Regions from separate parts of the Mus musculus genome. Here regions 2, 3, 4, 5, 6 and 7 are each linked to region 1. Evidence: chromatin contacts called from public promoter capture Hi-C data. All regions are on one chromosome and are shown on one strand. The core of a region is the stretch at or near the end of the contact, and the rest is flanking DNA. Distances in the headings are between cores, read along the strand shown.

Region 1 (3,890 bases), core at 54-2,553:
CCTTAAGTATGGAGAAGATTTTTATTGTAGATATAAGGGAAACGCAGGCAGAGTGGGAAGAACCGGTACTGAATATGGGCAGCCTGGTCTACAGAGCGAGTTCCAGGACAGCCAGAGCTACATAGTGAGACTCTGTCTCTAAACAAAACAAAACAAAGCTCCCACCCCCAATATCAACTGAAAGAGCAGGTATCTAGTGATTTTAGGGTGTGCTGAGATCAAAGTCCAGAGCACAGGCATCCAGAACTCCGCTCCACCCCCTACAACAGCTCACAGGAAACTCAAAAGCACTCCCCATATGTTGGTGAAATGTTAGGACTTAGGACTCGGAGCCCTCCTGCAGCTCGGACTACTTCTTTGGAAGTAGCAGGAACTGTGGATTTCCTGCAGAGCAGAAAGCTGTGTGCAAAAAGGGCTTTCAGGCTAGTGGGCGTGGTCGAGTCCTTGGCTGTGGAGCTGCAGGAGGCTCTCAAAGCTCCTGTAGAGGGCCTCAGTACCAGATATTGCAGGTTCTGTAGTTTTTCTCAGTTTTCAACAAATTCCCCCTTCGTAGCCCAGGCTGGTATTGAACTCTAATGCCTCGGTTTCCCTAGCGCCAGGATCTTTAAATGTTTTGCATTTATTTATTTAGCGTAGGTGGAGAGTGCATGTGCTTGTGGAGCTTAGAGGACAACCAGAATAGATGTTCTCATGTCCCATCATGTGGGGGATATGGGATTTGAAAGCCAGTCATCTGATTTGGTGGCAAGCATCTTTACCCACTGAACTATCACTGTGGTGTGGGGTGGAGTGTGGAATGTGTATGTGTGTTTACTTTGTTCTGTACAGCAGGAACAGCACCTGCCTTGTGTAAGGAAGGCTAGTTGTCAAAAATGGTTCATCCTAGCCAGGAGCTTCGAAAATGATATTTGTGATGGATCTTGGAAAAACTTGATAGACTGGTCTGATCTTAGTTAGAGGCAGGCCCTGAGGAGGAAACCCCATCTAAAACCCAGCCCTTGCAGACACCCCAGCCCACCCCTAACCGCAGGGAATCAGAAATGGGGTCTCGAAAGCTATGGGGGCTTCAGCACCCTAACCTACACGAGGCCTCGCGCGACCTCAGCAGCTGGAAGACAACCGTGACGCACTGGCCGCTTCCGATTTCACTTTCCTTTTCTCGGGCCCGGCCGCTTCACCTCTTTGGCCGCTGCCTGGGGATTTGCCCAGTGATCAGTGACGTCAAGAATCCTGAAGTTCCCATTGGAGGATGGAGTTTGGCAAGAGCCAATCCCAGGGCTGGTCCCAGAGAAATCTCGGCGGAGGGCCCGGAGCTCCCGGAGACTGCTGGGCGGGGAGACTGTGGTGCCGGCTGCTTGCTCAGGACCTACCCCGCGGAGCAGCTCCAGGGAGAGGAGTGACCCGGCCCGGAGAGCGGCGCGGGTGAGTGCGGTTTGCACTGGTGAGGAGACGCGGAGGAGCGGCCGCCGTGCGACCCGGGTGGGGACAGCGAAGGCGGCCGCGGGCCCTGGGCAGGGCTAACCAGGCCCGGGCGCGCGGGACGGCGAGCTCGCGTGAGCGCCGCGTCCCCGGCTCGCCTTTGGGCCTTTCGCCCTGAGCTCGCCGTGTTCCTTCCTCCTCAGGTCCAACCCAGACTTACTTCAGTCTCTTCCAGTCCCCAGAGCCAGAAGTGAGCGGGACCCGGATGACGTTCCACCTGGTGGCTTGGAGCCCTGCATGACCAGAAGCAGGTCTTATATTTATGTATCTGTTTATTTTTTTTTTATTTATTTATCCTCAGAGTAAACTGGTTTAGCTAGTTGTACCAAGAGCTGTGCGTTCGTTATCACTGATGATTTTACTACCTAATTAGCTTAGGAAAAGAAAGTATAAACCTGGCTGTGGACTGGTGCACGCCTTTACACCCAGTGCTTGGGAGTTAGAGGCCAGTCTGGTTTACAGACTAAATGAATTCTAGGATAACCAGGGCTACAAAGAGAGCCCCTGTCTTGACCCCCACCCCCACCCCCACCCAAAAAAAAAAAAAAGAAAAGAAAAGAAATGTATGAATTTAACTTTGGGAAGTGAATAGGAGGAGACACTTAACAATTCCCCGTACATTCCAGATTTTGACAACACAACCATTTGTGTGTGTTTCAAAGAAGGGAAGAATGACATGCGCTCGTTCATGCATGCCTGAACCCCTTGTTAGTGAGATGGATTCATGATGCCTAGAGTATTCCTCCCAAGTTAAAACAAACAAACAAACAAACCCATATTTTTCTAAAAGAAAGCTTTCATTAATGCCTTTAAAACTGCAACTTTTAAATTTGATAATGATGACGATGGTGATGACAACGACAGGGTGTCTCCATGTATCCAAAATGGTCTGAAACTGACCATGGCAGCCCAGGTTAGCCTCCTGCCTCGAGTGCTTCGATTACAGAGATTACAGGCATCTGCCCACACTTTTGAATACACTTAATTTTTTTTAGAACAGTTGTACATTTACAGAAAAAATTGAGAAAACAGTGTGTGAAGTGTCTATAACTCCCAACTGATTTCCTTTCATTGACAAATAACACATTATTATTGGCCAAAGTCCACACACTATATTTATTCACCTTTTCCTTTTCACCTTATCCCTCCATATTCTCACCCAGGTTGCTGCACTGCATTGGTTTTTAGATTTGGTTTCAGAGTTTTCAGAGACACTTATGTAATGGATACCTCAGATAATGAACACACGAGGAGAAAGGTTGATTTTGGTTCACAGGCTTAGAAGTTGCAGCATATGACCCATTGGTACCTGTTGATCTGGGCCTACCATGAGGCAGCAGGCACAGAGAGAGCAGTGCGCAGAAGAACAAAACCACTCATGTAATAGGCAGGAAGAGAGGAGAAAGAGATACATCAGCATGCCACAGCCCCCTTCTATGATGCTATCTCAGTGTCCTAAAGTGGTACACCTCGTAAGGTCTGAATTGGTTTTCAGTAGTGCTGATGCAAGGAACAAGCCTCTGTAGACCAGGCTGGCCTCGAACTCAGAAATCCGCCTGCCTCTGCCTCCTGAGTGCTGGGATTAAAGGCGTGCGCCACCACGCCCAGCAGAACAAGCCTTTTTCACGTGGACTTTTGAAGCATATTCTGATATAAACACTTGGATGTGTGTTTGTATGGTATATCTTACTATTTTTTTTTATTTATTTTTCTTATTCACTTTACATCCTGTTCACTGCCCCCTTCCAGGTCACCCCCTCCCACAGTCCTTCCCCTATCCCTCCTTCCCTTCTCCTCTGGGGTAGGCGATGACTCTGGGTGTCCCCTCCAACCCCCAACATTTTAAGTCTCTGAGAGGCCGGGTGCTTCCTCTTTCACTGAGGCCGGCAAGGCAGCCTAGCTAGAACAGATCCTACACGTGGGCTTTTGGGATAGCCCCAGCTCCAGTTGATTAGGACCCACATGAAGCTGCACATCTGCTGCTACATATGAGGGAGGAGGCCTAGGTCCAGCCCGTGTGTATGTTCTTTGGTTGGTAGTTCATACTCTGAGAGCCACTCTTAAGATTGGGTTTGTGTGTTAAAGAATACAGTTAAGTTGCCATATTCAGCACAGCTTAGTAAGGATTTCATGTCAAGATTTAGGTGCAGCCCTCCTCACCCAGCTGAGTGTTTGCTGGTTTTCTACATTGTCAAGTTTTGCATTGCAGTTTTTTCCCTTTGCATACAGTATTACTGGGAAGGAAGTCACTTTGTTCATCTAAGGAATTAGGGAGTTACGGATTTTAAATTATTCCCTGTGGGAAATGTGTCCACTTCATTAATTTGTTCATCTCTTTATATCAGTATGGACTTGCAGGTATTGATACTTGCAAGATTGGATTACAGTCCAATAGTGCTTTTGTTGTTGTT
Region 2 (4,222 bases), core at 242-2,741, 960 kb before region 1:
GAAGGATTTCTGAATTCGAGGCCAGCCTGGTCTACAGAGTGAGTTCCAGGACAGCCAGGGCTATACAGAGAGACCCTGTCTCAAAAAAACAAAACAAAAAACAAACAAACAAAAAGAGTTCAAGGTTGCGGGGGTGGGGGGTGGGGGGTAGGGAGGATACTGGGGTGGGGAGGTGCCCTCTCAGAGGAGAAGGGGAATAGGGGGAGAAACTCTTTCAGGGGGGACCAGGAGGGGGCAGCTTTGAGGATGTAAGTAATTAAGTGCGTAAGTAAATAAATAAATAAATAAGAGTTCAAAGTTATCTTTAGCTATGTAGTACATACAAGGCCAGCTAATTGTACATGAGTCCCGTGTTTTTTTGTTTTTTGTTTTTGTTTTTTAAATGGTGAACTGGAGAGCTGGCTTCTCAATTAAGAACACTTAGGTTTAACTCCCAGCACTCACGTGATGTCTCAAAAACACCCCTAACTACATTTTCAGGAGATCCAATGCCCTCCTCCAGATTCTGAGTGGTATACATACTTGCAAGTAAAATGCCTACACACACACACACACACACACACACACACACACACACACACCCAATAGAGGGGCTGGAGAGATGATTCAGTGGTTAAGAGCACTTGCTGCTCTCAGAAGACTGGTGTTTGGTTCCCAGCACCTATATCAGGCAGGTCCCAACCACCAGTAACTCCAAGTTCAGAGAGACACAATATCTCTGACCTAAAAGGGCACACACACACACACACACACACACACCACACACACACACACACATACTGTGCAGATAAATTCATGCAGGCAAACCCACATGCACATTAAATAAATAAATATTAAAATCTTATGATACCCAAACTCCCACCTAAATGTATTTATTATGTACCTTTAGTTTTTGTTGTTTTAATTTTTAATATTTTAAGTTAGGCCGGGCGTGGTGGTGCACGCCTTTAATCCCAGCACTCGGGAGGCAGAGGCAGGCAGATTTCCGAGTTCGAGGCCAGCCTGGTCTACAAAGTGAGTTCCAAGACAGAGAAACCCTGTCTCGAAAAACCAAAAAAAAAAAATTTATTTTTAAAAAAATTAGGTGTATGTGTGTTTGTGTATGAGCACGTGCACACAAGTGCAGGTGTCAGAAGAGACCAGAGGTGGTAGATCCTCCTGGATCTGGAGATATACGTGGTTGTTGGTGAGGGATGTGGGTGCACCGAATCGAACTCGACTTCGCTGAGCCGTCTCTCCAGCCCTTTGTTATATATCTTGTTTTCCTAACCCTGATTTGTACGTCTTTTATTTATCCCAGCTGTGGGAACTAGTTAGTCATCACTGACAGCTTGTATTGATAGAGAACTGCACCCGCGCACAGATCATTAGGGGGCGACGGAGAGCTTGGACGAGGCTGTGCATGAAAGCCTCTTGCACTTAGCGTCGGGAAAGAGGCTGCGCGATTTGAACCCGCCCAGCCACCGTCGATCCCTGGCCGGAAGAGCGCGACTCTTTCCGGGTTTCGCGGTCTGTGGAATTGGAGTCTCTACGGCAGCCGGAGCGAGGCGGTAGTACCGCAGGCTCTGTCCCCGCCGCAGTCCTGGCCGTTCCGCGGTTGCGCGCCCGGAGCAGGACGCGTCGCCATGGCGACGCCGGCGGGGCTGGAGCGGTGGGTGCAGGAGGAGCTGCACTCGGTGCTGGGGCTGAGCGAGCGGCACGTCGCGCAGTTCCTGATCGGCACCGCACAGCGCTGCGCCTCCGCCGAGGAGTTCGTGCAGCGCCTGCGGGACACCGACACCCTGGACCTCGGGGGGCCGGCGCGGGACTTCGCCCTGAAGCTCTGGAGCAAGGTGTGTGCCGCCGGGGCAGGCCACTCACAGCCGAATTGGCTCGTACGCAGTGTGGCTGTCTATTCTGTGATAGCCTGCAACTTTCAATATAGTACACAGGCTGGCTTAGAACTTGCAGCGAGCCTCCCTGGTAGTGGGGTGACAGAGAGACCTTTCATTCTTGGTTCCGCCCACCATTTAATTTTTTTCCTCTGTTATCTAGATATCATGCTAGGTGTTGGGTGTATACAGGTCTGTGGAGAAGACTCGAGATGGGGCTCTACATACATGTTTAAGCTAGAGCCATTGTTAGTTACAGCACATACCCCAGGCCTAAGGATGTAGCTCAGTTGGTAGAATGTTTGTCTAGCATACAGTAAGCCTTGGATTCAATCCCCAGCCCTGGGAAAGAGTCACTGAGAACAGAGCTAGGAGAATTAGCATTTAGGAAATAGGATCGAGGCTGGGGAGGGATGGCTTAGCAGTTAAGACCCCTTGTGCATCTGGAAGACTTGAGTTCAGTTCTCAGCAACCAGGCCTAGTGGCACACAACCATCTGTAATTCCAGCTCCAAGGAGATCGGAGGGCTTCTGGCCTTTGCCAGGTACCCCATACACATAAATAAATGAAAAATAAATCATGAAAAGAAAATGGGTTTTAGAACATAAACTACTTAAGCTCAGAACCAATACTTTAAAAAAAAAATTCTATCGTGGGGCAAGAAGAGATGGCTCAGGGATTAAGACCACTTGCTGTTCCTCTAGAGGAACCAGGTTCAATTTCTAGAACCCACGTGGCAACTCACAACTGTAACTCCAGTTCTATGAGATTCAGCACCCTCACACACAGCTCACGTTGCAGGCAGAACACCAGTGCACATAAAAATAAAAGTAAGTCATTAAAGTTAGGAAGAAGTTTTAGTTCGTGCATATGCCCGTGTGAGGCTGTGAGCGTACAACCTGTGAGAGCTGGTTCTTTGCCTCCACCACGGGATGGCTTTCAGTAATCATTTGCTCAGTGGATTCCTAGAAGGACGTTCAGAAGCTGCGGAGCCCTGTTGAGCTATGACCGTAGAACAAGACCACGAAGAAGAGAAAGATGGAGACAGGCTTTAGATATAGTAACCGGTTCGTAGGCAAATGAGGGTACTGAGGTCAGGAGCTGTCATATCTACCGGCAGGTGCCACGGAAGGCTGTGGTGGAAAAGCCAGCTCGGGCAGCTGAGCGAGAGGCCCGAGCCCTGCTAGAGAAAAACCGTTCTTATAAGTTGTTGGAAGACAGCGAGAGCGGCGAGGAGGCAGTGGGTAGTAACGGGAGCAGCCTCCAGAAGAAGCGGAAGAGACGGAAACACCTCAGGAAGAAACACCAGGAGGACGAGGAGGACGAGGAGGAAGAGGTTTCCGAGTCAGGGAAGAGGAAGGCAGGGTAAGTCAGAAGGAAGGAGAGGGATTGGAGCAGGCTGTCGGCTGTGGGGATGCTAAGCTTTCTCAGTACCCCCGTTTGATACACTGGGCTGGGTTTGCTGGGTTCAGGGGGAGTAAATCACCCACGGAGGAGAAGCCAGCCTCAGAGGATGAATGGGAAAGGACGGAGCGTGAGCGTCTCCAGGACTTGGAAGAACGGGATGCCTTTGCAGAGCGGGTTCGGCAACGGGACAAGGACCGGACCCGGAATGTCCTGGAACGGTCAGATAAGAAGGTGAGCTGAAGAGAGTCAGTCAGGCAAGTCTGGATTTGGCTGCAGAGTTGTCTCTGGGAAGACAAGAGTTGTCACTAGGGTTCCCCGTGGGCTCACTGGCTATGGTTCTCCCTGTCTGGTTGAGATCGACAGAGGTTCTCCACCGAGGAGGGGCAGCGAAGGACATTAGTCATCCTGACAGCAATGGTACCTTTGGCCTCACATCCCTTTACATGATTTCTTCTAGGCCTATGAAGAGGCTCAGAAGCGCCTCAAGATGGCTGAGGAAGATCGGAAAGCCATGGTGAGACCCTGGGTTCAAAAAGCAGTGTCTGAAGACAAAGATGGCTGGAGTGGTCGGCCGTAGCAGGAAGGGTCACAGAGGGAGTGTGCAGAGATGTGTCTGGGTGGTCAGGCTCTAGAGGAGAGGGGCCTGCCTGACAGGAACCGGAAAAGAGTGGACTTGGGTTGTAGAAGGAGAAAGTTACAAATCCTCTCGCCTTGGTAAGATCAAGTCATTGTGTCTCTGAGACTTGATGAGACACAAAATAGCTAGCACCAAAAGGCCCCACATCCTCCTCTTTGGAGTTTTGCACACTCTGAGTGTGCAGGGAGCAGGGTTTCAGTGCTGGTAGGATGAGGACTTGACTGTCCCTTCCTGACCCAGGTCCCTGAGCTCCGTAAGAAGTCTCGTCGGGAATACCTGGCGAAGCGGGAGCGAGAAAAACTGGAGG
Region 3 (4,132 bases), core at 210-2,709, 870 kb before region 1:
GCCTCCCTGAAACTCCAGGTCCAGGATACCCAACGCCCTCTTCTGACTTTCAAAGGCACTGAATGTGTGCAGTACAAAGGCAAAGCACCCATACACATAAAATACTAATTTTTTGTTTGTTTGTTTTCTTTCCAGCTAGGAATGTTGGTGCACATCTGTAACACCAACATTCAATTGGCAGACTCACATGGATCTTTATGAGTTCCAGGCCAGCCTGATCTACATAGTGAGTCCCAGACTAGTCAGGCTGCATAGTGAAATCCCACCTCAAAGAACAAAACACCTTTTAATTAAAGGTATTTCTCAAGCACTACTACCTACTAATGGTCCACTACCCACTCTCTTATTTTGTTTTGTTTTCTTTTTCGAGATAGGGTGTCTCTGTGTAGCCCTGGCTGTCCTGGAACTCAGAAATCTGCCTGCCTCTGCCTTCCAAGTGCTTGGATTAAAGGCGTGCGTGCACCACCACTGCCCAGCTCACTACCCACTCCTTAAACTGCACTTTGATTAATAGAGTGACATCCTTCTGTACCCTTTTATCTGCCCAGTCTTTAGTTCTGCACCAGGCACTTGATTGACAGCAACTCTTCAGTCTTCACTTCCTTACTATTTCTTTGACACTTCTTACAAAAGTCACTGCCAGAGCCTAGTGTTCCTAAATCTATCCTGGCACACACCTTTAATCCCAGCACCTGGGAAGCAGAAGCAAGCAGATTTCTGTGCCTTGGAGGGTAGCATGGTCTACTGAGTGAGTTCTGGGACAGCTAGGGCTATGTAGAGTGATCTTGTTTTCTTCGAGGCAGGGCTTCTCTGTGTAGGCCTCGCTGTCAGGGAACTCGCCTTGTAGACCAGGCTGGCCTCGAACTCACTTAGATCCGCCTTCCTCGGCTTCCTGATGCTGGGATCAAAGGCGTGTTCCCCCAAGGCTTGGCTGAGAGAACGTCTTAAAAAAAAGAGACCTTTATACCACGCACAAAGCACATCGCATGAGTATTAAAGTAAACCTTGATCCTAGCCCTTGACATAAAGACAGCACCTAGTGCAGTCCAGCGGGACCGAGCCTTTGGAGTCCACGAAGGAGCTGTTGTTCTCTGGGAGGGAGGCAAGTGCAGTTGGGAGCGCACCACACGATTCAAGGCACGCTCCCTCACCGCGGTAGGAAAGAAGTCAACAATTCTAGTTCCTGTCCTGCCGTCCCTCCCTCGGTGACATATGGTCTTCCCGTCTCCCGTCCGCCTCTCTGGGCTCTAGGACGGCCCGGGGCACGCGGCCTCTGCCCCGGCGCACATGCGCAGGACCCACGCTCCATGGAGGCCGCCGCCGTCCCCGCCACTCCTGCCTCCTTCCCCACTCACCCGCGGGGCTCGTGCCCTCGCCGTCCCCGATCCACTCGGGCTCGGGCGGCTGTTGCTTGGGACCCTTCGGCATCGCGGCGGCAGTTAAGAGTCCTCCAGCGGCGCCCGGCGCCGTTTCCGCTTCCGGCGATGTGGGCCGGCCAGTGGGCGGGCTCTCCATGTAGGCTCCGCCCCGACCCGCGGAGGGTCTGCTGCGCAGACACGTGGGGCAAAGGGGCGTGGCGGCATTGCGGCTTTGGGGGTGTGGCCAGAGACGTCACCTACTTGACTGGAGTGGGCAGCGCGTCATGACCGTCCCAACGCCTAAGCAGCTGATGCTGCGACGCGGTGACACTCAAAGAAGGACATGGTAATTTCCAGGTAGGCAGAAGTAGACATCTGATTGTGTCATCCTAGCTGGTGTCTGGAACTCGCTGTGTAGCTGAGGTTGACCTCCAACCCAGAGAGGCGTTTGCCTTTGGCTCCGGAGTGCTGAGTTTTGTTTTGTTTTGCAGACAAGGTTCTCTGTGTAACACTGGCTGGCCTCTAACTCAGAAATCCGCCTGCCCCTGCCTCCTAAGTGCTGGGATTAATAAGGTGTGCGCCACCACTGCCTGGTAGGAGTGCTGAGGTTTGTCGACACACCCTGTTCTGAATCCTTTTTGTTGTTTAACCAGGGACTCACTGTGTAGTCTTAGGCTGCTCTGAAACTCACAATGTAGTCTTGGTTGGCCTGGAACTCCTAGAATTCCGCCTGCTTTTCTGCCTCTGGGAGAGCCAGGATTACAAGTCTGTACTATTATGCCTGACTGGCCACTTTATTTAAAACAGTACACCTCTTCAGTCATTCTTCACTACTTCTAATCCTATTTTTTTCTAATCCTACGTACTGTAAACTGTATTTAAAGACACCACAGCCAGTCGGCTTAGGAAAGTGTAACCTTACTCGCCCTTGGTTGACATGTCAATAAATATCCAGGTGTACAGATATAACCAAGGAACTCCACCCCAATAACTATTATGCAATGGAACCTGGAGTTTTGTGTGTGTGTGATAATTTTGTCCTAATTGACCTACTGTAATTGCACATAAAATGGCAAGCAATGAGCAGTTGTAAGTTTTGACAAACAAGCCCCCCCCCCCTTTTTTTTGAGACAGGGTTTCTCTGGGTAGCCCTGGCTGTCTTGGAAATCATTGTGTAGACCAGGCTGGCCATGAATTCAGAGATCTACCTGCCTCTGCCTCCCAGGAAGCATATACCTTTCAAACCACAATCAAGAGATGGCTGGCTTTAACGCTAATGACTGACAGGCATGGGGGTTTGGATGAGGGTTTCCACACCTGGGGCAGCTCCTGTCTTCAGTCATGCTCTTCTTTTCCTTATGTAGTCCAGTCTTGCCTCAAGTCCTCTAAGTAGCCAATGATACTCAATTTCCCATTTTCTTGTCTCCCTCCTGAGCTCTGAGATTACACACCTGTGTTAATGTGCCTGGTTTATTTATATGGTCCAAGAATGGAACCTAAGGCAGTGTCACACATACTAGGCAAATGTCCTACCCACTGAACTACATTCCCAGCTCTCATGATGCTTCTGTCCCAATTCATTTTCCAGGATAACCAGATCAGAAGCCATGTCCTAACACATCTGACATAGGTGGTCACTTTCCCTCCATTTCTCCACAGACTTTTTCTCCAGTGGACTGCTCTTCCTCCATCTTATGCTGGTGCCTCTGCCCCTGGGGTTCTAACTTCGATATACATGGGAGCTTAATCTTTGAAAGTCTTTTTTAAAAAAATTACTTCTAAAGGTTTGCTGGCTTATGTGCACTGGGTAAGTGCCTGGTGCCCCAGGAGGGCAAAAGAGGTCCCCAAAAACCCAAGCACTGGAGTCACAAGCAGCTGTAAGCTGCCCTGTGTCCTGGATAGCAAACTCAGGCTCTTCAAGAGCAAATGCTTTTAAAACAGAGCTCTCTCTGACCCAAATGCTTTCATTTTGACTGTTTCTAAACATTTGCTTTTCTTCAACTTCACTATGAGAGCCTATGCTACTGTCGAAGCATAGAAAGTCTCCATTTCTGGAGACATGGCTCAGTGTGTAAGAGCACATGTTGCTGCTATACATAACCCACATGGTGGCTCACAACAACCCAGTGACTCTGATGCATTCTTCTGACCTCCAGAGGTAGCAGGCACACACAGTACGCATATATACAGGGAGGCAAAATATTCATGTAGTAAATAAATCTGAAAACTTTTTTTTTTTTTTCCCCCCGAGACAGGGTTTCTCTGTGTAGCCCTGGCTGTCCTGGGACTCAGAAATCTACCTGCCTCTGCCTCCCAAGTGCTTGGATTAAAGACTTGCGCCACCATGGCCCGGCCAAAAACTTTTTTTTTTTAAAAGATTTATTTATTTATTATATGTAAGTACACTGTAGCTGTCTTCAGACACTCCAGAAGAGGGCATCAGATCTTGTTACGGATGGTTGTGAGCCACCATGTGGTTGCTGGGATTTGAACTCTGGACATTTGGAAGAGCAGTTGGGTGCTCTTACCCACTGAGCCAGCCCCTAAAAACTTTTCAAAAAATCTCCATTTCTAAGTCTGTTTCCCAGCCTGAGTAGACAGGCATGTCCAACCTTTTGACAGTGAGACATAAAGTCATTACAAAGTCTGATATCATCATCTACAGAGTTCACGTGAACTGTTCTCAGACACTGCCTAGATGACTCCACCCACTTCCTCCTGTGAATCCTTCAGACCTCAGCTCCATGCCAGGTCCTGATCTGCTCTCCCCACTG
Region 4 (4,371 bases), core at 1,812-4,311, 840 kb before region 1:
AGAAGGATAAACAGCCCTTGTGGAAGCCGGGCGTGGTGGCGCACGCCTTTAATCCCAGCACTTGGGAGGCAGAGGCAGGCAGATTTCTGAGTTCGAGGCCAGCCTGGTCTACAGAGTGAGTTCCAGGACAGCCAGGGCTATACAGAGAAACCCTGTCTCGAAAAACAAAAACAACAACAAAAAATAGCCCTTGTGGAGCGCATGGTTTGTTGAGTGATGAAAGTAATACTTTTTTTTTAAGTGTGCTAAATGCTGGGAGAAGAGTGACAAAAGATCCCCGGGGTCCTGCTCAGGAAGTGTTGACATGGCTGGACACTGTGCCCTCCATCTCTGCTCTTTGGATTGGAGCTCATTGATTGGCTAAAATGTCTGGCCAATGAGCTCCAGGAATCTTCCTACCACTTATCTCCCAAGCGCTAAGGTGAACAAACAGCTGGCTTTTTAAGTGCTGGTGGTCCCAACTCAGGCCTGTAAGCCATCTTCACAGCTCTGGACGCTGGATCTTCGCGAGGTTGTGCAAGGCTGAGAAAGAACAGCTGTTTCTGGTGCTATGGGAACCCTGACGGGGAAGCCAGTCTCCTCGAGTCTGACTCAACAGCCTAGAGGAGCAGAGAGGTTCGCGCAGGCCAAACTAAACACTGGGCTAGAGGGGTTCCACAGATGCGGGTCCAGGAAGTGTGTTCTAGCTGAGGGGCTGTTTCTACCATACAGGAGGGTGGAGAGAAACGGTGTACCATGGACAGTAACCCTGGGCACCGAAGAAAGAGGAGAACATACAAAAGGTAGGTGGAAGTGAGAGGGAACGCAGTGTGTGCATTGGTGGTGTAAAGACGCGTTCTGGGGCAACGAGTGCAAGGAGTTAGGAGAGGTTGTAGAGGTCTCCGGCCACGTTAGTAATATTTATTTAGTTTGTTTATATGAGTACACTGTAGCTGTCTTTAGAGACAGCAGAAGAGGGCATCAGGTCCCATTACAGATGGTTGTGAGCCACCACGCGGTTGCTGGGAATTGAACTCAGCTCTTAACCATTGAGCCAGCTCTTCAGTCCCCATTTTAAAGAACGAATCCGTGAAGGTAGGCATGGTGGGACACACCTTTAATTCCAGCACTCGGGAGGCAAAGGCAGTTGAATCTCTGTGAATTTGAGGCCAGCCTTATCTTACAGAGTGAGTTTCAGAACAGCCAGGGCTGTTAAACAGAAATCCTGTCTGGAAACAAAACAGAAAACCCATAGAGCTGGGTGTGGTGGGGCACACCTTTAATTCCAGAGCTTGGAAGGCACAGGCAGATCTCTGAGTTTCAGTCCAGCCAGAGCTCCACCATGAGACCCTGTTGGAAAAAAAAAATAATAAAAATTTAACCCTAGGACTAAAAGGCAGGGAAATAATTGGCTGTAGACCACTGTGTTTGCAACTTGGACATTTATTTGGAAGGGGAAAGTGACCAGAGGGTTTTATAGCCATCCTAGAAGGAAAATGAACCAGAAACAGTGGGGGAAAGACTGTTTGACTGTTTGATAGATGGACAGGCTGTTGGATTGCTTCTCTCTCTCTCTCTCTCTCTCTCTCTCTCTCGTGTGTGTGTGTGTGTGTGTGTGTGTGTGTGTGTGTGTGTGTGTTGGTGATGGAGTTGTAGAGTAAGGGAACAGAGTGTAGCATGGCTCTAGTTTGGCATGTTTGTTATGGGCGATCTCCAGAGACAATATATGCAGACAGTATATGCAAGCACAGCTTGGGGAAGAGATGCTGGCTGGAGACATTGGGCACCATCAGCATAGAGGTGGGAGGAGAGGAATAGGTCATCTTCAGAGTGTAGTGTAAGCTGAGAACCTGTGTAGGAAGAGAGGAGAATTTGCAGGCGTCTTACTTCTTGTCTGGGAAGAGGAGTAAGCCAGTTAGAGAAAACCAGGAATGTAAAGGGGAGGGAGGAGAGAAGGCCCAGAGGAAGACGATGGAGGTTGAAGGTAATTGGGTTGGGGGTGGGGGGTGGGCAGGGTCAGGGTGGCATTGAACATTGTGGTGCAGTGGACCCATTGAAGAGATGAGCTTGAAGGCCCCATATAGCGGATAGAGGTGCAGGCATTGGAATAAGGATGTAATTGTCAAGTAATTTGGCTATGGGGTGGAGAGAAGGCTCAGCAATTTAGGAGCACTTGATTCTCTTCCAGGGTTTCTAGCATTCACACCCAGCAGCTCACAACAGCCTATAACTGGTGGTGACGTTCAGATAGCTGTGCGGCTACAGCTCATCTTTATGTTGAAATATTATGTATCAGTAGGTAGTAAGTAATGAGTAGCTGCAACAGCAGGAAAAACACTTGGAACTCAAGATCCCCACAGCCTTGGGTAAAGGGTCGGTCCACCGCACCTGCGACTCCGCAGTGCCACCTGCTGGTCAAGATGCGTCATGGCTGCGCAGAGGAAACCCTGACGTCGCGCGACGTTCGATGGAGCTGGGCTGTGGTGCACCCCTTTAACCCCAGCTTTTCAGGCTGAGACAAGAGGATTGCTGTGAACAGATAGGCTATCCTGGGCTAAATAACAAGACCTTATCTCATACCACAAATAAAAATTATCTTAGAGCTATTGCGTTGCTGCTGTTTTGAAACCGTTTAGCTTCGTTCTTCTACTCGTAGCAGATTTCAATGGTTGGAAAAAGTCATTTATTTATTTATTTATTTATTTATTTATTTATTTATTTATTTATTTATTTATTTATTTATTTGGTTTTATTTTTTGAGACAGGGTTTCTCTGTGTAGCCCTGGCTGTCTTGGAATTCACTCTGTAGACCAGGCTGGCCTCGAACTCAGACACCAACCTGCCTGCCTAGTGCCGAGTGTTAGGATTAAAGGTGTGTGCCACCACGGCCAGCTCGAGATAATTTCTAATACCATCTGACAGTCCATTCTTTGGGTGAAATGGTCCCCCATAGGTTCAAGTGTTTGAACGGTCGGTCCCCAGCTGCTAGCGGTTTTTGGGGAACCTTTAAGAAGGTGGAGCCTTGATAGCGGAAGTCCCACCCAACGGGTGAAGAAGACGGATGTGTTTCGCCCGTGGGCTTGGCTTTGCGTCTAGTCCGGCGTCGCAGACCGGTTTCGCCATGTCTCTTCCTCAAACGGTAAGCCCACGAAAACCTTTTAAAGTCGCTGTTTGTTTGTTTTGGTCAGAAATGTCGGTTATCAAATCTAGAAAAGCGTACAATCGTCAAGCCTTCGCAACTTGAAGCGCCTACTATAGTATTTTTCATTTTAATTTTCTCGGCTCAACTAAGCTTACTTAGTAGATTTATTCATTCATTTCAGGACAGGTTTTCTCTGTGTAGCCCTGACTTTCCTGGAGCTCGATCTGTTGACTAGGCTGGCCTCGAACCCAGATCTATCTGCCTAGGCCTACGGAGTGCTGGAAATAAAGACCTGCACCACCATGCCCGGCCCTCATTAGATTTTAATTTCCCCAGCTTTATTTATTTAGGTGTAAGTGACAAAAATTGCACACGTTTGAAATATATAACGTGGTGTGTTAAAACACATTGTTTAGGGCCGCGGAGGTTGCTTAATCGGTAAAGAGCTTGCTTTGTAGCACAGGACCTCCGAGGTTGATCATCGGAAATCGCTTTAAAAATGTGAGCGTGGTGGCTTGTTATGAAAACCCAGCTGGGAGGAAGACAGGCCGATCCCCGGGACTACTCGGGACTACTCGGTGAACCGCAGTAGCCTAAGTAGTGAGTCTTAGAGGAAAAAAAAATGGAGGCTGTGTTAGGAAAGATACAGTTGTCCTCTGGTCTCCACTCTTCACACCTTATAAAGGGAATGGTGGTAGGCACGGTGTCTCACTCCTTTAATGCCAGCATTCAGGAGGTGGATTTCTGTGAGGTCAGGATGAATGAGCCATGGAAGAGATTAAGCCAGTTACTCAGAGAACTCGATATTGGTTTTTTTTTTTTTTGGAGGGGGGGGGACTGGGGGGGGGGCGGTCTTGCTATGTAGTAGGGTCTGGCCTGGACTCTGTCTGCCTTTGCCTATTGAACGCTAGGATTAAAGGCATTCGCCACCATGTCTGGTTGAAATGAAGTTCTTGATGTGTTAGAAGTCTAATAAGCAGGGCTGGAGAGAGGGCTCAGCAGGTAAGAGCACCGGCTGCTCTTCCAGAGGACCCAGGTTCAGTGTCCAGCACTGGTGGCTGCATGCAGGCAAAAATATTCATACATTGGATCCTGGGTGGTCACAGGAAACATTGTTTAATGAAAGTTGCTAGCCCAGATCACATTCTTGCTGAGTTGAAATTTGGTGCTGGTAGTTCATAGCATGTCCGTACACAGCAGGGAAAATACAGATGGTATTATCCGCCCGAGAAGATTGCTCAGACATGGGT
Region 5 (4,122 bases), core at 215-2,714, 980 kb before region 1:
TCAAAAGCTTCACCGCTAAGCAGTAGTCCTAGACCATTGTTCATTTGATGCCTGTGGAGGCCAGAAGTCAGCCTTGGATGTCTTTCCTCGGGCCACTTTGTTTTTCTTTGAGATAGGGAATCTCACTGGGACATGGGGCACCCTTAGGCTGGGCTGGATGGACAGTGAGCCTTAGGCATTTGCCTCCCTAGAGCTTGCATTATGATTTAAGGAGGAAACAGGTTAAAGAGAAACCACACATAGTCAACTGCTTGTTTCCCACCTATAAGCTCTTCTGGGACCACTTCACAGTGTCTAGAAGATCAGTGGAGCCAGGATGTGATGCTAGGCCATAATCCCAGCACTTGGAGGCAGAGGCAAGAGGATCTGCTCAAGATGATTCTCAGCTACATAACAGCAAGTTCGAAGCCATCTTGCGCTACATGAAGATTCTGCCATTAAGGCGTGTACCACCACCTGGCTAGATTCTGCCATTAAAAATATATATACATTTTTTTTTTTTTGAGCAGTCCAAGTGGGGGCTGGAGAGAGCTCAGTGGTTGAGGGTACTGGGCTCTTCCAGAGGACCTGGGTTCAAATACCAGCACCCACATGGCAGCTCACCACTGTTACTCCAAGATCTGACACTCACATAGTTGCAAGCAAAACATCAATACACATAAAGGCAAAATAAATGTAAGTACAGAACTTCTTCAAAAACATTCACAGATGGAGCCCACTCAATACATTTCCCAAGCAGAGATCAGGGTGGGGAGGAAAAGTGCTATACAATGCATTAGAACTTGGTCCAGACGTCTTGGGAGCAACCAGCCTCCCTGCCCTTGCTCTATCTGTAATCTGAGAGAATCAGCTCTTGTCTTCTGAGGACCCTGTACTTGGATAGCTATGGTGATTGAGCCTTTCATTACTCGGTCTTTGGTTTTAGAGACAGGGTTTCTCTGTGTAGCCTTTGGCTATCCTAGAACTGACTATATAGGCCAGGCTGGCCTGGAACTTGGAGATCCATATGCCACCATCTCCCGACCTTGTCTCTCTCTCTCTCTTTTTTTTTTTAATGGCTTTTTCGGAACCGGTCTCCATATGCAGTCCAAGCTAACTTCAAATTCTCCTGCCTCACCCTTCCGAGTACTGGAATTACAGGCACGAGCCACCACACCCAGCTCTAAAACGGTCACTATACAAAAATCTATGTTGGGCGGGGTGGCGCCGTTTGTAACCCCAGCACATCAGGGATTGAGGCTGGAGAATAAGGAGTGATTATCTTTAAAAACAAGATGTTCTTTATGTTTCCACGCAAGGGAGGCTCTGTCTTCACTTTCCTCGAGAACACTGACAGCGCTGAGATTCGACCCACAAGGGTAGCCGCAGACCAGCTGCCCTGACGACGCCTGGGATTCCAACTCCGCGCTGTGACGCGCCGCTCGCGGTCCCCGCCTTGCCGCCAGCACCCCCAAGGAGGCGGGACCTGGGCAGGGCCAGCAGTCGCGGGAACCCTGAGCCCGCCTTCTCCTCAGGCTCCGCGCTGCTCGCCATGGCACCGGCGCTGCTGCTGGTTCCTGCGGCCCTCGCCTCCTTCATCCTGGCCTTTGGCACCGGAGTGGAATTCGTGCGTTTCACCTCCCTGAGGCCGCTGCTTGGAGGGATCCCGGAGTCTGGCGGTCCCGGTGAGCCGCAGGGATCCAGGGCGAGCTGAAGCGGAGAGGAGGAGCCGAAGCAGCGTGGCGAGGGCGGGGCATGGAAACAAATGACAGGGAAACCGCCAAAGCTGGGAGGCGCTGCTGGGAAGGGAGCGGAGGCTAAATCAGAAACTCCAAGATTAGTCTTGTGCAGAAAGCTGCGAGTGAAGACTGACAGAGTACGGCCCGGGGTGGGGGTGGGGTTTTGTGAGGAGAGCCAGGGGAAGGAGAAAGATAAAAAAGGGGAAACGCTGCTAGAAAACCCCAGACAGCGAGATGTGGTAGCTCACACCTTTAACCCTATTATTGGAGGGGGCAGAGGCAAACGGATCTCTTGATTGAAGGTCTATCATTACTGATTTCAAGGCCTGATCTATTGAGTGAGGACTATGTATGTAGAGATACCCTGTCTTGGAAAAGCAAACAAGAAAACCACACCAAAGACCACTTCCCTAGTCTCCTTGCTTGCTTGTGTGTGTGTGTGTGTGTGTGTGAATGAATATAATTGTGGAATGTGTGCTTGTGCTCCTGTGTGTGCAGTGCAAACGGCTGCTGAAGGACAACCTTGAGTTGTTTGTTTGTTTGTTTTTGGGTTTTTTTTTTCAGGGTATTTCTATGTATCCCCAGCTGGCTTGGAATTCAGAGGCCTATGTATTCTTTTTTTTTTTTTTTTTTTAAGATTTATTTATTTATTTTGGTGTTTTGAGACAGGGTTTCTCTGTATAGCTCTGGCTGTCCTGGAACTCACTCTGTAGACCAGGCTGGCCTCAAACTCAGAAATCCGCCTGCCTCTGCCTCCCGAGTACTGGGATTAAAGGTGTGGGCCACCATGCCTTTCTTTCTTTCTTTCTTTCTTTCTTTCTTTCTTTCTTTCTTTCTTAAGATTTATTTATTTTATGTATATGAGTAAACCTTAGCTGTCTTCAGACACACCAGAAGAGGGCATAAGATCCTATTACAGATGGTTGTAAGCCACCATGTGGTAGCTAGGAATTGAACTCAGGACCTCTGGAAGAGCAGCCAGAGCAGCCAGTGCTTATTGAGGGGGGAGGGGGGAGACAGGGTTTCTCTGCATAGCCCTGGCTGTCCTGGAACTCACTGTAGACCAGGCTGGCCTCGAATTTAAAAATCCACCTGCCTCTGCCTCCTAGCCAATGCACTCTCTCTCTTTCTCTCTCTCTCTCTCTCTCTCTTTTTTTTTTTTTTTGGTTTTCCAAGACATGGTTTCTCTGTGTAGCCCTGGCTGTCCTGGAACTCACTCTGTAGACCAGGCTGGCCTCCAACTCAGAAATCCACCTGCCTCTGCCTCCCAAGTCCTGGGATTAAAGATATGCACCACCACTTCCCTGCTCTAGCCAGTGCTCTTAACCGATGAGCCATCTCTCCAGCCCTATCTCCCACATATTCTTGGGACATAGTTGTTTTTTTTTTACAGAGACCTGAGGCAAACCAAGAGGTTCGATGGCTCACCTGGAACTGGGGTTATAGATAGCTGTGAGCTGCCATGTAGATGCTGAGAACCAAGCTGGGTCCTCACAGCAAGTGTTGTTAACCACTAAGACTCTCTGGGGATTCTTCTGTCCCTGCCTTCCCAGCACTAAAATTACTGGCACACACCACCATGCTGGGCTTGAATTCAGGTCCTCGGGCTTATACAACACTACATAGACTGAGCCATCTCCCCAGCCCTCCCACCTTGTTTTTAAAGGTGACCCTACCTAAAAACCTTCCCCAGGAGGAGGCCTAGAGAAGATGGAAGATTGAAGGAACAGCAGAGTGAACTGGGAATGGCCTTGACAAGATCTTGAAAGCATCAGGGGCTTGACATAGAGCTTCCAAAGATGTGGTTAGGGGAATGTCCTAGCCATCTTAACTGGCCTTTTGTCCCTTTCCTTCCCAACTCCCTCAGATGCCCGCCACGGGTGGTTGGCTGCCCTGCAGGACCGGAGCATTCTTGCCTCCTTGGCTTGGGATCTATGTCTGCTGCTACTGTTTGTGGTACAGCACAGCCTTATGGCGACTGAGGCAGTGAAGGCGTGGACATCCCGGTACTTTGGCGTCCTTCAGAGGTCGCTCTATGTGGCGTGCACAGCCCTGGCCTTGCAGGTATGAGGCCTGGCCAAGGGAGACTGGTGGAACCGAAAGAACATGCAGAGCTCAGCCTCCATCCCTCCTGGGCATATTCTCCTATCAGCAAAGCTGTATATATTTGACATTCCCCAGCACACTAAGAGAGTCTCACCTTTGCAACATTGTTCATGTTTTATTGCTTCAGCTCTGAATTCCTCCCGGGTTCTTATCCTACAACCTCCCTAGGCCTCACAATAGCACTTGTCTTCCAGTTGGTATTCTCATGGATGTTTGGCATAGGCTAGTTGAGTGATTATTATCCACCAGCCCCCATCCCGTCCAGTCTCCAAAAAATCCTGTGTAGGGATGGGCCATC
Region 6 (4,339 bases), core at 1,307-3,806, 1.0 Mb before region 1:
GTACTGGCTGGTTTTATGTGTCAACTTGACACAGACTGGAGTTATCACCGAGAAAGGAGCTTCAGTTGGGGAAATGCCTCCATGAGATCCAACTGTAAGGCATTTTCTCAATTAGTGATCAAGGGGGAAGGGCCCATTGTGGGTGGGGCCATCTCTGGGCTGGTAGTCTTGGTTCTATAAGAGAGCAAGCTGAGCAAACCAGTAAAGAACATCCCTCCATGGCCTCTGCATCAGCTCCTGCTTTCTGACCTGCTTGAGTTCCAGTCCTGACTTCATTCAGTGATGAATAGCAATGTGGAAGTGTGAGCTGAATAAACCCTTTCCTCCCCAACTTGCTTCTTGGTTGTGCAGGAATGGAAATCCTGCCTAAGACAGAAGGTGTATGTAAAATCTGCGTGGGATTTGGGCCTTTCAGACGACGCTGAAGACATTCTGGTCATCCTGTCAGGACAGGCTGTAGGGTGGACAGACTAAGAGAATGTCAGTCTTTAGACAGTGCCTCCCTCTCTCAGACACTTGCTTGAAGCAAGGGGATTTGTTTGTTTTTCCAGTTAAATGATTTTATTCATTAGGTGAGTCTGTGGCAATGTGCTGGAACTGAGCAGGAAGAAGGGAGTTGATTGAATGGGCTCAAGTTAGAGGCCTTAATGTTCTCTTTCCAGGGTTTCGAAAATTACTAAGTATCCTCAAAGCTTTAAAGGGATACAAAATGATTAATTAGAGCAAGAGTGGTTCACATGATTAGTCCCCGAATTCTGACTAGAAGGCAAGGGAAGTTCAAGGTCAACACCGGCTACCTAGAGGCTACCTAGACAGCTTGAGGTACAAGCTTTAGCTTCAGTCTCTAAATGAACAAATAGAAAGGAAAAATTAGATTGTGCCTGCCCAAACTCCCAAGAAATACGGATATTGAGACAGAAGGATCATTGCACTTTGGAGGCTAACCTAGTCTACAAAATGAGAGCCTGTCTTGGAAACACAACATACGTGGGGCTAGAGAGATGGCTCAGCAATTAAGAGAATTTGCCCTTCTCAGAACAGGTTCAATTTCTGTCACCCATAGTAGTAGTACACAGACATACATGCAAGCAAACTACCAATACACATAAAAACCTCTTTTAAAAAGAGAAACAACAACAACAAAGGGAAGGGTCTAGTAAGCAGTATCTAGAATGTAAGCAGTATCTAGAATGTAGTAAGCAGTATCTAGAATATAATCGTGTTGTACCAGTGAAAGGAAGGAGGATCCCTGTGAGTTCAAGGCTGACCTGCTAAGTTAGTTAGTTCGAGGTTAGCGGAGGCACATAGTGAGACCCTTCTTTGGCTTAAAGAAAATGAATCAAAGACATGCAATCAACATACAGCTCAAGTCATCTTTTAAATAAAAGAACATTTAACCGGGTAGTGGTGGTGTACACCTTTAATCCCAGCACTTGGGAGGCAGAGGCAGGCAGATTTCTGAGTTCGAGGCCAGCCTGGTCTACATAGTGAGTTCCAGGACAGCCAGGGCTACACAGAGAAACCCTGTCTCGAAAAACAAAAAACCAAAACAACAACAACAACAACAAAGAACATTTAAGTTACATCAATACTCCTTTATTCATTAAAAATATTTCAATTTTGGTTATGCCAACAATGAAAGCGATTATTGATTATTTCGTGCTACTTGAATTTGTCTCATTTACTTTAGGAACACGGATAAGTCATCCAACTTAAAGCTTCAAACGTCTGGCGATTTATTATGGACATATTGAAAAAACCAACGGGAAAGAACTATACAAGCCACTTTCCTGGAATACCTTCATGTTTTATTATAATGAAATAAATTATTTTATTATACTTTTCTCCTCTTTTGAAAGACGACGACAGACTTTGAGGTTTTAGCAAAACAGCTTGCTGTATTTAGGATCTTCCATTTAGGAAGATGACCTCAAAATGTCCGTCATTGGCCAGGCGTGGTGGCACACGCCTTTAATTCCAGCACTCGGGAGGCAGTGGCAGGCGGATTTCTGAGTTCGAGGCCAGCCTGGTCTACAAAGTGAGTTCCAGGACAGCCAGGGCTATACAGAGAAACCCTGTCTCGAAAAACCAAAAAAAAAAAAAAAAAAAAAAAGTCCGTCATTTTATACATTAATACGTACATACATAGATGTGGAAGAAAAGCAAGTAAACAGTCCAAATCAAACGGAAATAAAATCCCTCTGCAATAGGGAGTTCTAAAGTGCCACGCCTACAGGGTGTTTTCCAATCTGCAGCCTCCAGCCACGACTGCTGCCTGCAACCCCCCATTTCTCGTGAGTCAGCTGGCGCCATTTCTGGGATGACCGAGAAGGGCGCTCTGGCCTTGGAATGACTTCTATGATAGAGCCCTTCTAGCCGCCGCCGGTAACTGGCGCCAGACTCTCTGGTAGGCGTTTGGAAATCTGCGCGGGAAGTAGTCCGTGGATGACGTAGCGACGGAGGGTTGGCCTAGGGCACTACCCAATCACGGTGCGGGATTCTCAGGCCACACCCTCCTGATTAGCGTTTTCTTCAGCCTGTTTCCCGCCGGTAGCCGCACATTTGAGCTGTGAGGAGGTGAGGCAGGGGCGGGGCTTCCGACTTGAATCAATCGGCGCGCTTCCAGCAGTAAAAGACAGTTCCAGGAGCCAATCAGCCCACCGACTCTCTTCCGGGATTCGCACTCCCGCCACCTGGTAGCGGCCGTTACTGGTGGCGCGCGCGCGCGGATTCAGTCGGTGAGTTCGGCAGCCCGCGCCCGGGTTACCATCTTTGATTCCTCCTGAGGGCGGGAGGGGCGTGCCCTAGGTGTCACTGGGCTGAGGTAATTTGGGTTGCGGTTTTAGGTTTTTTTATGCTAATCCTTGCTTGGCGCCCTGGCCCGGGTGTAGGTTTGGTGACACGGAAACCTTAGGCCACGAGGGAACGAACTCCAGCGTAGGTACCAAAGATGGTTGCCCTTCACTTGGAGCAAAGGGTCGTAGGCGTCTGCTGGGTTGGCAGGACGGAGTTTACTTCTTGGGGTACACTACTTTTCCTTTCAGCGTTTTCCCCGTGTGTGACATCTTTATAGGTAAAATCCACCCATGCAGTTTTGAATTTCTGTCTCTAGTTTGTCTGTTAGTAACGCCGGCTATGTAGTTACCATGAGAGCAGGATTCATTTTGAGGATGCATGCCCAAATACTGACCGGTACCAGGTGTGCATAATTCCTGCAGAGTAAATAGGACGGACCCGAGTAGGGGAGGTGGGGATGTAGATACAGTTCCACCCGTACTGATCTGGAAAGAGATGTCAAAGACAGAAAGGGGGCCGGGCGGGCGTGGTGGGGCACGCCTTTAATCCCAGCTCTGGGGATGCAGAGGCAGGCAGATTTCTGAGTTGGAGGCCAGCCTGGTGGTCTACAGAGTGAGTTCCAGGACAACCAGGGCTACACAGAGAAACCCTGTCTCGAAAACAAGCAAACAAAGACAGAAAGGGTCTTGCCAAGGAGCTACTTTAATTCTGTGAACTTAGCAGCCACGAGAAAACGCTAGGAGTGATTTAGAGACGGTCCTTAACCCATCTATGTTGACGTTTCTCATCTGGGAAAAAAAAAAAAAAAAGAACAACCATACTTTTACAGGGTTCTTCTCAAGAACAAATGAATCAGTCAACCTAATGTGTTAAAACTGTTTAACATATAAACCCCTCTTTATATGTTAGCTTCTCTGGTTCTTTGCACTTCAAGCTGAAGTATGCTGATGAGAGTGTATAAACTGGGGGCTTTGTGACTCATTTCTATTTACATGCTGTGTTATTCTGAGCAAATCAATTTTTGGAGTTATTACTTCCCTGTCTCGTTTGGCTATTATGCCTGATACAACACAATACTCAATAGAGGATTATGAAATCAATTAGGGAGTGGTAGATGGGCTTTTAAAAACTAGAACATGTACAAGACCCTAAGTTTGATCATCACTAGTTTTCCTGTGTGTGTGTAATATCTGACCCATCAGATCCCATTACGCATGTCTGTGAACCGTGTAGTTGCTAGGAATTGAACTCAAAACCTCTGGAAGAGTAATCAGTGCTCTTAACAGATGAGCCATCTTTCCAGGCCCAGAAACAGTATATTTCACATACCATTGTTTCTCAAAGCCCATACCCTCACACAGGTGAGTGCGTGGCTCCAAGGAGGGTGTCAGATACCCTGGAATTTGAATTACAAACTGTTGTGAACCAGTGTGGGTTCTGAGAACTGAACCTAGGTATTCTAGAAGAGCATGCAGTGCTTTTAACCACTGAGCCACCTTGCTGGTTTTTGTTGTTGTTGTTTTTTAAAGGGGTCTTACTGTGT
Region 7 (3,924 bases), core at 43-2,542, 920 kb before region 1:
GGCTGTCTCCCGAACACCGGGGAAAATCCTTAAAATAGGGTCCTTTGCTAAAAAAAAAACAACAACAACAAAAAAAAACCAAACACGTCCTGGGTGCCACTTCAGGCACCAACGACCTGGTTACAAACTGCCCATTTCCACAGGGGCAACCCCACCATTTAGTTCTTTTGCCTAATGGTAGTCGGGAGACGACGATGATAACCCGTAACCCTGGCTCTGACCCGAACGCTCGGTAGTTAGAAATCGCGCGCCGTAGGGGACGGAGGCTGGTGCAGGGCTGACACGTAGACATGTGGGAAAACCCATGCCCCTTGACTCCTCCTAATGGAAGGAAGATCGAAAGTATAGACACCACGGGGAGGTAGAGAAAACCCCTCCAACGTTTTACCTGAGCTACATAGGAACTTCGTAAGAGTGTAGGAACCAGCTTTAGAAGCGTGTGCCGCAAGGGGGCAGCCATCTTGACGCACACCGGACGTACGGCCTGCCGGAAGAGCGACTGCGCATGCTCGGGACACGCACTAGGGTGGGCCAAGGACACGCCCCGCAATGCGGAAGGCGGCTGCTCACATGTCTAAGGGCGGAAGCGTCAAGGGGCGGGGTCCACAGACGCGAATTTAAACTGCGTCACAATCGAACCAGCCTTCAAAATTGCATTTCTCCCGGACCAGTCACGATGAATCCTAGATTCCATGGTTAGTGTCTAACATGAAAGCAGATTTGATTGCGATTTTAACCAGGGTGCTCCCAGTGCGCATGCGTCGGGCCGTTTCGGCCAACCGAGGGCGACCCCGGGTCGCCGGAGCGGAAGTGGTGGAGGCAGAGGAAAGGGAGGTGCCGGACGCGGCGATCACGCGCTGGCGTAGAGGTGATAGCAAGGAGACGGAAGAGGGGAACCGAGGGAAGGGGGCTTCGGGAAGGTGGAGGAGGGACGTCCAATCCGCGGGCGACCCGGCTCGCACGCTGGCCAATCAGAGTTCGCCTCGCGCACAATGTGTCCCGGCGAGGGCGGTTCTCCATCACGTTAGGGTGCGTTGGGCGGTGGCCGGGTATAAAAGACTCCGCCCGAGCGGGCGGCCGCCATTCTGGGGTTCGTTTAGAGGTAAGTTTGGGTGCTCCGTCGCTTTGGAGGGTAACGTTTTGCCGAGAGCGGGCCGGGGGAACGGGGTGGTTTCGGATTTAATGGGCAGCCACGTTTTTCCCTAATGCGGCTGCGTCCTGCGACAACTTTGAAACGTTTAAAGGCGACCCGTACTGATTACACCTTCCTCCTTTTGTGTTCCTTTTACCCCAGGTTGAATTTTCTCGGAGAAAGACAGGCCGGCCATCAGGAAAACAAACAAGCCTCAGCAACATCTAAACCCTTGAAAGGATCCTGAGAGGGGGGAAAGGGAAATCAGCCACCAGCCCAACCACTCGTGTCTTCTGCCCCTCCCCACCTATCTTGCCCACCCCACCAGCCCACGCTGCTTGGGACTTGAGATCTGTGGCCGAAGGACCGTCACCACATAACTTCAAAAATAATCAACCACCTTCCCTGCCCAAACCTACCCAATCTCACTCATCCAGCATTTCCGTTTTGGAATCCACTCAGACTTTTTTTTTCAACGACCCCCTCTCCCTAAATGGAGTTGGGCGGGGGGGAAATGAAAACTGAGTTGGTCTTTACTTTTTTTAAAAGAGACTTTTTGATCCAATGAGGCCCCACAAGTAACTGAGTTTGGGTCCTGGTTGGTTGCTTTATTTTTTTTCCTCCAAAATTTTACCCCTCCCCCCTGAGCCCGAGGTGCTGACGTCGCAAAAAAATTGGATAGTAAGTGTCGAATTTTCAAAAACCAGCCTTGAACAAGAAATCAACGTTTCCCGTTGTGAAACCAAAAATAATGAGAGGAAGAAATGAGACCATAGAACAAATGTAGAGTACTGGAGAGAAGGACCAATCGGGTCTCTTAAATCTCCATTAAAGGTCCTGTGGGTCTAAACAGTCTTTGTTCTCTCTCCCCTACCACCTGCCTCTTCCCTGCTGTGGAGCAGGCAAGGGAGAGGGTGAAGGGAGGGCCAGCCAGTGAGGATTTTGACGGTTAACCCTTGATAATCCAGCAGATTTCCAGACTGCCAGAGCATAAGCCTTTGCGATAATAAGGAGGAATGGTTACCTTCCTCTGGTTAGCAGTCTTCAAAAGGGTTAATGAGCTCACATACAAAAGATGGTGGATCTTGTGGCCCAGAAGTCCCACTTCTTTGTGTGTGAGACAAGCAGAACGCCTTTCAATTTGCCAGATTAATAAGCAATCTGTACATAAAGATTGCAGGGTAAGGAGATGGGCAGAGAAATATTAGCTGGCTATGTCTTTAAAGTGACTGTTAAATCCTCTCTATTTTAATGTAATTTGCTTGGGATATATTGTGTGGTTAAAATAGGTGGCAATCTAGGAATAAAGATTGCAAGACACTTAAATTTAGGGCAAAAATCATAGTAACAAGTACATACAATAACATTTGGGGAGGTAAAGAATGTCTTGTGATTGTTTCAGCTTGCATAGGTTATTTAAAGGCAAAAGTGATTAACATTTTAACTTGATACTTTTTTAGTGGGTGGTGGATACAGCTAAGAGGGTGGAAAGGTTGGGAAATGTGGAACTCAGGAGTATAATTTTAAAAGCCATTAGTGCATTTGAATGCTATCTTTCTAGAAGATTGTGTCGTTAAAAGATTTTTTTTTTCCTCCCTGCTTCAAATATGGCGACTTTTCCTTGCTTGTCCTTTTGTCTTGCAAGCGGCGTTGCAGGTTGTGTCTTGACCCATTTTTCTCCTGTCCTCCCCCCTCGGTCCTATTTGTTGAGGGGTCCAAGTCCTACCACTTGGCTTTTGTAGGGAGGATTGGGATGGTCGGCGGTAGTAAGTTGAATTTTAGTTGCAAATTCAGATTCTTATCCCGCAGAAAATTGTATATTAATTGATTTTATTTTCAGTAATAGGCTCTTAAACTGATTTAAGATAGGTCAAGTTGAGGGTGGTGGTCAGAGGGATGGCTTCTGTTTGTTTTTTGTTTTTGTTTTTTTAACTTAGTGCCTTACAGTGTTAAGTAAAGCTACCGGCAGATCTGCCCGGCCTTTTAAATTTTGAATCTTCTCCATAACAAAATGGCGTCCCTCTCCTTTGTTTTTCTCCTTTGCCAGTCAGCTTAGGGCTTCCCTAGACGCTTGGTCAAGGGGGTGGAGCCACCGTGAAAGGTGATGTAATCAGCTTGCTTCCTCTGAAGACTCCGCCCCCAAGCAGCTGTCTTCTCTCCCTTTGCAGATTGCTGTTGGGGAGAATACGTTTTGGGTTTTTTTTTTTTTTTTTTTTTTTCTTGTTTCTTTTATCTTATATGATAAATCTTCCAGGGATAAAAGCTTAATGAGCACTAGGGATGGAGGCTGTCCAGGTCCTTGTGTATGTAGCTCTAGGTTTTGTGTTAAAAGTCAGCCCATTGCCTTGGTTTCACCTTCCACTCATCACAACTGCTTGGACCTATTCCGTGCTTCAGTGGACAGGGGTGGAAAAAAGCTCAACCCCGACTGCTTTAGAGAGACTTGGGCAAGACGCAGGGCCTGAGGGAACTGCAGTGTGCCATGCTGTTCAGGAAGGGTCCTTACACTACCTGGGTATTGGTTGCTTTGTAACAGTCTGGGGAAAGGGTGGGTACTGGTAGGACTTTCTTGTAAACCATCCTTATTCTCACCTCTCAGTTTGGGGATAAACTCTTTGTGCTCAGTGCCATCACCTGCAGTTGCTTAGTTCCTGTATGTTGGCACTAGGATGAGAAGTGAATCTTTAGGAAAGGAGGCTGCAGTTTAAACTCGAGGCAGGGGGAGTCAAGCTACGGTTTCTGGTAAGCAAAACATTTCTGGTATTACATTTCACAACCTTTCTTTTTCCCAA

What was found. Promoter capture Hi-C pulls out the DNA fragments that hold promoters and counts their contacts.
Region 2: a promoter capture Hi-C map of pre-B cells shows a contact between it and region 1, with 4 times the contacts expected there. The contact joins the promoter of Dhx16 here to the promoter of Trim26 in region 1.
Region 3: a contact with region 1 is called in a promoter capture Hi-C map of hippocampal neurons, with 9 times the contacts expected there. The contact joins the promoter of Abcf1 here to the promoter of Trim26 in region 1. A contact is called at or near these places in 12 of 39 promoter capture datasets (the 3T3-L1 cell line, 3T3-L1-derived adipocytes, the C10 cell line and 8 more) and 2 of 115 datasets of contacts at active chromatin or transcription factors (astrocytes and pancreatic cancer cells).
Region 4: a promoter capture Hi-C map of pre-B cells shows a contact between it and region 1, with 7 times the contacts expected there. The contact joins the promoter of A930015D03Rik here to the promoter of Trim26 in region 1. A contact is called at or near these places in 9 of 39 promoter capture datasets (the 3T3-L1 cell line, 3T3-L1-derived adipocytes, cranial neural crest and 5 more), 3 of 484 Hi-C or Micro-C datasets (the N1E-115 cell line, cortical neurons and reprogramming fibroblasts), 3 of 115 datasets of contacts at active chromatin or transcription factors (astrocytes, embryonic stem cells and pancreatic cancer cells) and 1 of 9 other capture datasets (embryonic stem cells).
Region 5: a promoter capture Hi-C map of pre-B cells shows a contact between it and region 1. The contact joins the promoter of Nrm here to the promoter of Trim26 in region 1. A contact is called at or near these places in 2 of 39 promoter capture datasets (hippocampal neurons and pre-B cells).
Region 6: a promoter capture Hi-C map of pre-B cells shows a contact between it and region 1. The contact joins the promoter of Mdc1 here to the promoter of Trim26 in region 1. A contact is called at or near these places in 1 of 39 promoter capture datasets (pre-B cells) and 1 of 115 datasets of contacts at active chromatin or transcription factors (pancreatic cancer cells).
Region 7: a promoter capture Hi-C map of pre-B cells shows a contact between it and region 1, with 5 times the contacts expected there. The contact joins the promoter of Ppp1r10 here to the promoter of Trim26 in region 1. A contact is called at or near these places in 4 of 39 promoter capture datasets (cranial neural crest, erythroid cells, hippocampal neurons and 1 more) and 3 of 115 datasets of contacts at active chromatin or transcription factors (astrocytes, embryonic stem cells and pancreatic cancer cells).

The regions. Positions count from the first base shown.
Region 1 is chr17:36,835,843-36,839,732 of GRCm38.p6, forward strand. Trim26 (tripartite motif-containing 26) reads left to right here and starts at 1,304. Exons shown (of 10, transcript NM_001025599.3): 1 at 1,304-1,422; 2 at 1,623-1,730.
Region 2 is chr17:35,878,287-35,882,508 of GRCm38.p6, forward strand. Dhx16 (DEAH (Asp-Glu-Ala-His) box polypeptide 16) reads left to right here and starts at 1,492. Exons shown (of 20, transcript NM_026987.2): 1 at 1,492-1,832; 2 at 2,992-3,236; 3 at 3,344-3,509; 4 at 3,736-3,792; 5 at 4,156-4,222. The coding sequence starts at 1,626.
Region 3 is chr17:35,968,291-35,972,422 of GRCm38.p6, forward strand. Abcf1 (ATP-binding cassette, sub-family F (GCN20), member 1) reads right to left here and starts at 1,460. Exons shown (of 23, transcript NM_013854.1): 1 at 1,356-1,460. The coding sequence starts at 1,428. It overlaps Gm32655 (a long non-coding RNA gene), which reads left to right and starts at 1,495. Exons shown (of 2, transcript XR_385568.4): 1 at 1,495-1,715; 2 at 4,024-4,132.
Region 4 is chr17:35,991,443-35,995,813 of GRCm38.p6, forward strand. It overlaps A930015D03Rik (RIKEN cDNA A930015D03 gene), which reads left to right and starts at 3,062. Exons shown (of 2, transcript NR_015618.2): 1 at 3,062-3,118.
Region 5 is chr17:35,859,854-35,863,975 of GRCm38.p6, forward strand. It overlaps Nrm (nurim (nuclear envelope membrane protein)), which reads left to right and starts at 1,465. Exons shown (of 4, transcript NM_134122.2): 1 at 1,465-1,664; 2 at 3,586-3,782. The coding sequence starts at 1,532.
Region 6 is chr17:35,838,942-35,843,280 of GRCm38.p6, forward strand. It overlaps Mdc1 (mediator of DNA damage checkpoint 1), which reads left to right and starts at 2,557. Exons shown (of 16, transcript NM_001010833.2): 1 at 2,557-2,738.
Region 7 is chr17:35,915,904-35,919,827 of GRCm38.p6, forward strand. It overlaps Ppp1r10 (protein phosphatase 1, regulatory subunit 10), which reads left to right and starts at 1,293. Exons shown (of 19, transcript NM_001163818.1): 1 at 1,293-1,813. It overlaps Mrps18b (mitochondrial ribosomal protein S18B), which reads right to left and starts at 537. Exons shown (of 7, transcript NM_025878.2): 1 at 389-537. The coding sequence starts at 460. It overlaps Mir1894 (microRNA 1894), which reads left to right and starts at 1,986; the gene lies at 1,986-2,066.